3 separate regions of the Sus scrofa genome follow, and regions 2 and 3 are each linked to region 1. The links are chromatin contacts, called in public targeted proximity ligation maps. All regions are on one chromosome and are shown on one strand. The core of a region is the stretch at or near the end of the contact, and the rest is flanking DNA. Distances in the headings are between cores, read along the strand shown. Region 1 overlaps TM7SF3 (transmembrane 7 superfamily member 3). Region 2 overlaps STK38L (serine/threonine-protein kinase 38-like). Region 3 overlaps STK38L (serine/threonine-protein kinase 38-like).

Region 1 (2,564 bases), core at 43-2,542:
AGCTCTGATTCAACCCCTAGCCTGGGAACTTCCACATGCCACAGGTATGGCCATGAAAGCAAAAGACAAAACTAAACTAAAACCATTTGGTAACAAGTCTGATGTCCTTTATTCAAGGGAAAACAACTCGTGATTTGAGGGAAGACAGTACCTCACTAATTGCAGAGTCCTATTTCCAAGGGATTTGGGGCATGAACTAGTTTTGCAGAGCATTCGAAGGGCATATGATTGGTTAGGTCAGGGACTTCCTTAGAAGGCAAGTGGGTCCTGTTTTCTAGGATAAGGTGACTAGTTAAGGGGGACTGGAGGATTGTCACTGGTGTAGGTGGGGTTTCCTTGACAGAAGTTCCCTGTAAATACAGGTTGACTTAGGTTTAGATCTGTGACCTGGGCCAAGCCACTGGGGGGCCCTCCATGTGTGGTCTCAATATACAAATGAACTTGACCACTACCAAGACAAAAACATGAGCTCTGCCCACCAAAATTCAGTTTGGGGAAAGCTGTTGTTTTTTTAATTGAATTGTGATTGACATAAACTACACATGAAGTACACTAATAAGGGTTGATATAGGTAGACCTCTGTGACACTATCACCACGACCAAGGTAGTAAACATACAGGTCACCTTCTTTGTGCCCCATTCTAACCCATCCTTATACCCCTCCACTCTCCCATCCCCAGCCCCCATCTGGTGGTAGAGCTTTTTGTTTTCCTTTCTTTCCTTTTTTTTTTTTAATTTTTTTTTAATTAGGGCCACACCTGCAGCATATGGAAGTCCCTAAGCTAGAGGTCGAATAGGAGCTACAGCTGCCAGCCTACACTACAGCCGCAGCCAACACCAGATCCTTAACCACTGAGTGGAGCCAGGGATTGAACCCAAATCTTCATGGATACCAGTTGGGTCTGTTACTGCTGAGCCACAACAGGAACTCCTGGGAAAGCTCTTTGAATAACAAAGTGCTAAGTTAAGAGGTTGCAGATTCAGAAATGTTTTTCCTTTTTTTCTTTTTAGGGCCGCACCTACGGCATATGGAGGTTCCCAGACTAGAGGTCGAATCAGAGCTGTGGCTGCCAGCCTACACCACAGCCACAGAAACACCAGATCTGAGCCTCGTGCTACCTACACCAGAGCCCACGGCAACACCAGATCCTTAACCCACTGTTGGAGGCCAGGGTTAAATCTGCTTCCTCATGGATACTAGTCAGATTCGTTTCCACTGAGCCACAACGGGAACTCCTAGAAATGTTTTGTTAAAGCTAAGGAAAGAGGAAGAAAAAAGTGCCAAATACTAATTCGACAGTTGGAAATGGTTTTTACGGAAGTACTGCTTTGTACTTACCTCGGAAAAAGAAATTGTTGTATTCTGATACTGTGAGTGTAACTGGAAAATAAGAAAAGTCACATTGCTGGAAATATGACGCAAAATAGCTTCCTCTGGAAAGGGCCTGTTGAGCTTGAAGTATCTAAATTTCCCCACTGAAAATTCAAGAAGACCTACAATGGGAGAAATGTTTCATTGTAATATTTGTACCTCTAATATCAATTTGTAGCAATTACAAACTTAGACAACAATTTTCCAACACCTTTCCACGTGTCTTCCTTGCCTCCATGGTCTGGTTGGGTTTCACTCCCTTAGTCTGTGTGTCTTTCTCCCAGCTGCTCACCAGTTCTTTCCTTTTCGAAGCTAATTTTCAAGAAATCCACTAACTAGGCTGCTTTTACTTCTATGTGTTTCTGGGTTCCCATCTCCCCCCCTGCCCTACAGTCAGTGTGTCTTTGCATAAACAGCAGAGGAGCTCACAAGCATTACATAAGCAGTCTTGGGGGTTCAAGCCTAAAAATAGAAAAAAAAATTTCAACTTAATATAGATGAAGAAAAAGAGTTGATGAGGTAAAGATTATACACACCAGAGTCCCACAGTGGCACGATCTGTTTTATTTTAGAAGGAAATTAGAGCCAGTGGGAGCAAAAAGAAAACAGTCCTAATTCCTTCAGTCCAGACAGTCCTAATTCCTTCTTATGTACATTTCCTAAGAAGGGTAACTTTTTCAACACTTGTTGTTAACACAAGTATCCCATCTGGACAATTTAAAAAGAAAAAAAAAAAAAAAAGACTATCAAGAAAGCCAAACAGAACATACAAACATTGCAAGAACTCTCTAGATTTTCCCCAAACTCCATGATGTTATTACATTTTCTTCATAATTTAATATTTTAATTCCTGATAGGAAAAGAGGTTATTTGTGGTTATAATTTAATCTCTAAAAATTCAGAGAAAGAATTTTTTATTAAAGTATAGTTGATTTACAATGTTGTGCCAATTTCTGCTGTTTGGCATAGTGACCCAGTCATACATACATATATGTTCTTTTTCTCATAATATCTTCCATCATGTTCTATCCCAAGAGATTGGATATAGTTCCCTGTGCTATACAGTAGGACTTCATTGCTTATCCATTCTAAACGTAACAGATAAAATTTTAATAGTTGTAGCAATAACAACTAAAGTCAATGCATTCCTTATTTATAGAACTGGGATGACATTTCACCTTTTATGTGGAAC
Region 2 (2,564 bases), core at 38-2,537, 240 kb after region 1:
ACTTTAGGCATCACTTTCCCTGGGGAATCTTCCCTGGTCTCATGAGGTGCTCCTTCTGTCTGCTACCTTCATCTGCACTGCTCCTGCCCCCATGGCAGCCTTCGAATATCATCTCCCAGAGTGAAAACTCCATAAAGCCTTATTCAGCATGGCATCTCCAGGGCTGGCAGAGGGCTAGGAGAAATATTTGAGTAAATGAACAAATGGACAGTGGATCTATCCCCAAGGAGCTTACAGATGGGAAGGAGGGAATTACATGTGTGTGCACATGAAAATGTGAATACATGACAGAATGTGACAAACTTTGAAAATACAGAGGGTTTTTTTTTTCCCACCTAATTTAGGGGATCAGAAAAGGTTTCATGGAAGAATTAACAGTTGATTTGAATCTTAAAGAAATAGGTGGCATTTATGTTATCATTATAAATGTCGTTATATTTAAAATATTGAATATATGCAGAATATTGAACTTGAATAATGAATTGAATGAAAACAGATGCCCAGGGGCCAAGCAGGTAACATAAATGAGAAAAGCTGGCCAAGGTGGTCTCACAATGACATCTTAGGTTATATTCTTTTATCTAATGTACTTTGCATATTCAACTCATAATTTTTTTTTCATTTCCACAGGGAAATAGATTATTATTATTATTATTTGGCCCTGTTCTAAAATATTTGCTCCTTGGAGTTCCCCTGGTGGCTCAGTGGTTAACGGATCCGACTAGGAACCATGAGGTAGTGGGTTCAATCCCTGGCCTCGCTCAGTGGGTTAAGGATCCAACGTTGCTGTGAGCTGTGGGGTAGGTTGCAGACTCGGCTCAGATCTGGCGTTGCTGTGGCTCTGGCGAAGGCTGGCAGCTATAGCTCCGATCAGACCCCTAGCCTGGGAACTTCCATATGCCATGAGTGTAGCCCTAAAAAGACAAAAAGACAAAAAAATAAATAATAATAATAATAAAATAAAATATTTGCTCCTCACAGTTTATCTTTTGATAAAGACATACCGCTTTTCACTTTACTGGAAGAAAACAAGAGCACTGACCCGATTATTCCTGGTGACTGGCACCATGGTGGGGATGGACCAGTCCCGAGCTACTTGCTGCCCATCTGAGGCTGCTCTGTGGGCCTAGTGATGCGAAGCTCTGTTTTTCAAGAGAAGCTGAGAATCTGGGCTTTTATGAAATTGCCTGCTTTTAAAAATACTGGCAGATCAATAGAGTGTTTTAAAACAACTTGGGGGCCAAAGCAAATGCATCTGTGAGTGGAAGTACACCTTATAGCTTCCAGCTTGCGACCTCTGGTGTCCGTGCCAGGAAGTACAAAGTACCTAGAGCAATTTTCTTTAATTCTCCTAAATAGCTTGTAGGAAATGTGAGGTGATTTTACCCCTAAAAATGCCCAGTGGCTCATAATGACCATTTATCAAGCATTTAAAATTTTTAGTAAAAATATTTGAATTTTGCAAATTCTTATTGTTAGGCCTACGCTACGTCCTTGACTTTCACATTCTATAAAATAGACTAGACATAACTCTCTCAACCTCATGTACAATATGTTGGAACCATCTTTATGTGGGGTGGGTCTTTTCAAAGCAAAATTGTTTTATAAATTATCTTTAATTCATTCTGTAATAGAAAATAATTTGTGAAAGTTACGTGTGAAAACTAAACTATATATATAAAGTGGCTATGAAAAGCATCTATACTGAGAGGAAGTTGATAGCTGACCCTTTCATATCTTAAACCTTCTGTGTACTCTGTCTTCTACCAAAACTGAGCAGCCTATAGATTGAGAGTTTGAGGAACGCCCATTTGAAAAGGAATGGGGGAAAAAAGGAAAATGATGTATTTCTAATTCATCCCACTTAAAATCCCATCCAACATGGAATATTATTTACTCTAATGGAGACCCAAACTGGGCAAGTTGAAGCTGCAAAAGAGCCATGAAATGTTAAGCCTGTCTGTGATTTTTGTTGTCATCTTTAGAGAGGAAAGATGGTGATTACCAGAAAAGTGTTATTTGTTTTCAACATGACTTAATCTACACAAGTCACGAGCAGATAGAGCAACATGCTTTTTTTTTATTGATTTTTTGTTTTGTTTTGTTTTTAAATGTGAACTTGCTTCAGCTCCCTCTGGACTACAACATGGACACATGGATTTTGATACTATGGAATAGATTTTTTTAAAGTAATGTAACAGTGTCATAGATGATTTCCCCCTTTTTTGTTAGGATTATGTAGTCCATAAACTTTTTTTTTGCCATTAAATAGTTGTCCCCCAAACTACATAAACATTATTTACTTGCTACACCACCCAACCTATCTGATAGGAATGAGCATTGTTTTCTTTTGTCTATCTATTTTGAGCATAATTTATGAACCTGTGTGATAAGGTCATCTTTTACGTTGAGATTAGACCAGTTTCTGATTCTACATCCAACTGTATTGTTTTGTAATCCATAAAGTCCGAAATCCAAAATGCCTTTCGAATTCTTATGTTTATTCACTTATATAATTTTTAAAAGGGCTTTACTACTTTGAAAGACGATGCCATAGTGCCACC
Region 3 (2,564 bases), core at 33-2,532, 220 kb after region 1:
ATGGGCAGCATCTCTGCGGGGGCCGTTCAGCCTGGCAGAGCTGCCGCTGCACTGTGGACTCTCCAGCTGGCTTGGGAGCGCCACCTGAAGGGTGAGTGACCGGTTCTAGACCAGGAGTTTCCATCAAGTAGCCAAGTGACTGTGGGCTTCACATCTGTAAATTGAGGGTGATAGACTAGATAACAGAGTTTCTGTTTTCAAATTTGGGGGTTCTAACAGTCTTGCCTGGTGGTGAACTAAGTTTGTGACCAGAGACCTTTAGTGAGTGGAGTCTTGAAAAATGCTGGGTTCAGTTCAAACAGAATGGAACTCATAAGCTGATTCATGGAAGGGTTTGCCAGTATACTTACTTGAATTACAGGATATCCTTGATGACAAAAAGCCCATACTATTTACTTTTTATTCCATTTGAGGCATTTTCCCCCCTCCTATATTTGTTTTCCGAGTAAACCATAACTGTGTTCTAAAGATCACAGGTCAACAAAGTAGTATGGCCCTATTTGATACTTATATTCTAAGCTGTTCAGGTATTAATTATAAAGGTCACTAGCACTAAAAAAAGTTTTCTCCTGCCTTAAAGTTTTTTGTTCTCTGGTGTCTTAATGAGGTTGATACATTCTGGATTTTCTCACAGTTGCAGAAGTCAAGTAATCTCTGCCTTAAACACAGTATCTGAGTCTGATGAGTCACATGGTGTGTCTGCTTTTAGCTGGGAGCAGTTTTCCCTGGTCGCTGGTAATGGTCAAAAAAATCTCTTGGGAGAGTTTAAATCACTCAGAATAACTAACATCACTCATAGCTACCTACATCTTGAAATTGTAAGCTTGGCGATACCATGTTTTAATCTGAGTCTAATCCGATCTTTGCTCTCAAAAAGGCTTGCCACTTCTGGCTTTTAGGTTGTTAAATTGGTCTGCTCTCTTTCAGTGAGCAGTTTTCATTTAAAAAGAAACAACAAAAATCAACACAATAATTATAAAATTAAAATTAAGAGCTATAGAAGAAATTGATAGAATGGAGAAATCTACATTAGGTCTCTCCTGAAGCTATTCAGTGATGTAGAAGCTTTCAGTATTTTGAATGAATGGGAAATTTGAAACGAGTTTATATTTTTAAAGTCATTTTGGGAAACTGGTATTTTACATCCTCACTTAATCTCAAGTCTGTTTTCAAGTTTCATTTTGTGTGTGAGTATTGGCTCCCCCCTCTCTTCCTCTCTCTCTCCTCTTAGAAGCTTACTTTTAGGAAAGTGAAAGGCAAGAGTGTAGGGATGACCACACTTTTTGTAATTGGGCTGCTGAGGGATTTATGTGTTCAGGCTGCTTCCCAAAGCTTGCTCCTCCCCTTTCCTTCACCAGCTTGTCACACCACCTCTCGCCACTCATCGTTTTCCTGCCTTGCCCTTTCATTGGTTATTTCCTGTCACACCAAACCTTCACCTTTTACCACTAAATAGGCAGTTTGGGTTGTATTGGTGTTTTGCATCAGGCAGTATTATCTCCCTTAAAACAGGCAAAGAAAGAGTAAAGGCAAGTGGGGGTCTTCTTAAAGCCAGAGCATTCATTTCCTCTCTTCTGGTGATTTTGGAGGGGTAGCTCCCTTATCTTTTATGAGACCGGAAGTCAGTTTAGGTGAGATTTGTGCTGCCTTGCTTTTTGATTTCGATGTGGGCCTTTTGAGTCCCCAGTAGAAAAGCTGTTTGAGGAAAGAGTGACAGTTTGAGCCCTTGTAAACATGCACAGTATGAGCCACTAAAAAAAAAAAAAAAAAAGTTTCCCTAAAAAGAAGTGTGAGATATGACTGAATAACTTGGAACAGAATTCCCATTAGTCTTCTGGTTTGCCTTCAGTTTTATTCCGTGACTTCAGACTCTTTTTGCTTGTCTTCATAATCCCACTCTAAACTAAAACTGAGAATTTGGTTCATAGGGAGAAAATTCAAGTACAGCGTTTCTTAGGAGACCACCTCTGTGGGCTGATGAGTACAAGTTGGTTCCCTTTTACTATTCCTACCTGCACCCTCAAACACTCTTAACTACCTTTTTTCTTATTATAAAAATGATTGTTTTCCCATTATTGAAAACTTAGGAGATTCAAAAAACTGATAAAGGGTAAAATTTAAATCATCAATGCTTTCACACTGTATTTCACCATAATTTATCTCCCCTTTTCCTCTGTATAGTTGAGTTCTTTTTTTTTTTGTTTTTTTGTTTTTGTTTTTGTTTTTTTTTTTTTTAGGGCTGCACCCACAGCTTGTAGAAGTTACCAGGCTAGGGGTTGAATCAGAGCTGCAGCTGCTGACCATAGCCACAGCCACAGCAATGCCAGATCTGAGCCATGTCTCTGACCTACACCCACAGCTCACGGCAACACCGGATCCTCAACCCACTGAGCAAGACCAGGGATCGAACCCATATCCTCATGGATACTAGTCGGGTTTGTAACTGCCGAGCCACATGGAATATCTATATATTACCTGAAAATAGAACTTTGTATCCTGTTTACTTATTATTTCTTATTTTCTTAAATTTTGGAGGATAAATTTTCTTCAGTATTATTTCTATG

What was found.
Region 2: a contact with region 1 is called in a targeted proximity ligation map of alveolar macrophages. A contact is called at or near these places in 2 of 5 promoter capture datasets (fetal liver and fetal skeletal muscle) and 2 of 2 datasets of targeted methods (alveolar macrophages and skeletal muscle).
Region 3: a targeted proximity ligation map of alveolar macrophages shows a contact between it and region 1. A contact is called at or near these places in 2 of 5 promoter capture datasets (fetal liver and fetal skeletal muscle) and 1 of 2 datasets of targeted methods (alveolar macrophages).

The regions. Positions count from the first base shown.
Region 1 is chr5:46,751,624-46,754,187 of Sscrofa11.1, reverse strand. It overlaps TM7SF3 (transmembrane 7 superfamily member 3), which reads right to left. Exons shown (of 12, transcript XM_001925025.7): 2 at 1,340-1,494. Among named protein-coding and RNA genes, the nearest start is that of TM7SF3, 12 kb to the right of the region's middle.
Region 2 is chr5:46,512,129-46,514,692 of Sscrofa11.1, reverse strand. The region is part of intron 4 of STK38L (serine/threonine-protein kinase 38-like); the gene reads left to right. Among named protein-coding and RNA genes, the nearest start is that of ARNTL2, 31 kb to the right of the region's middle.
Region 3 is chr5:46,535,594-46,538,157 of Sscrofa11.1, reverse strand. The region is part of intron 2 of STK38L (serine/threonine-protein kinase 38-like); the gene reads left to right. Among named protein-coding and RNA genes, the nearest start is that of STK38L, 38 kb to the left of the region's middle.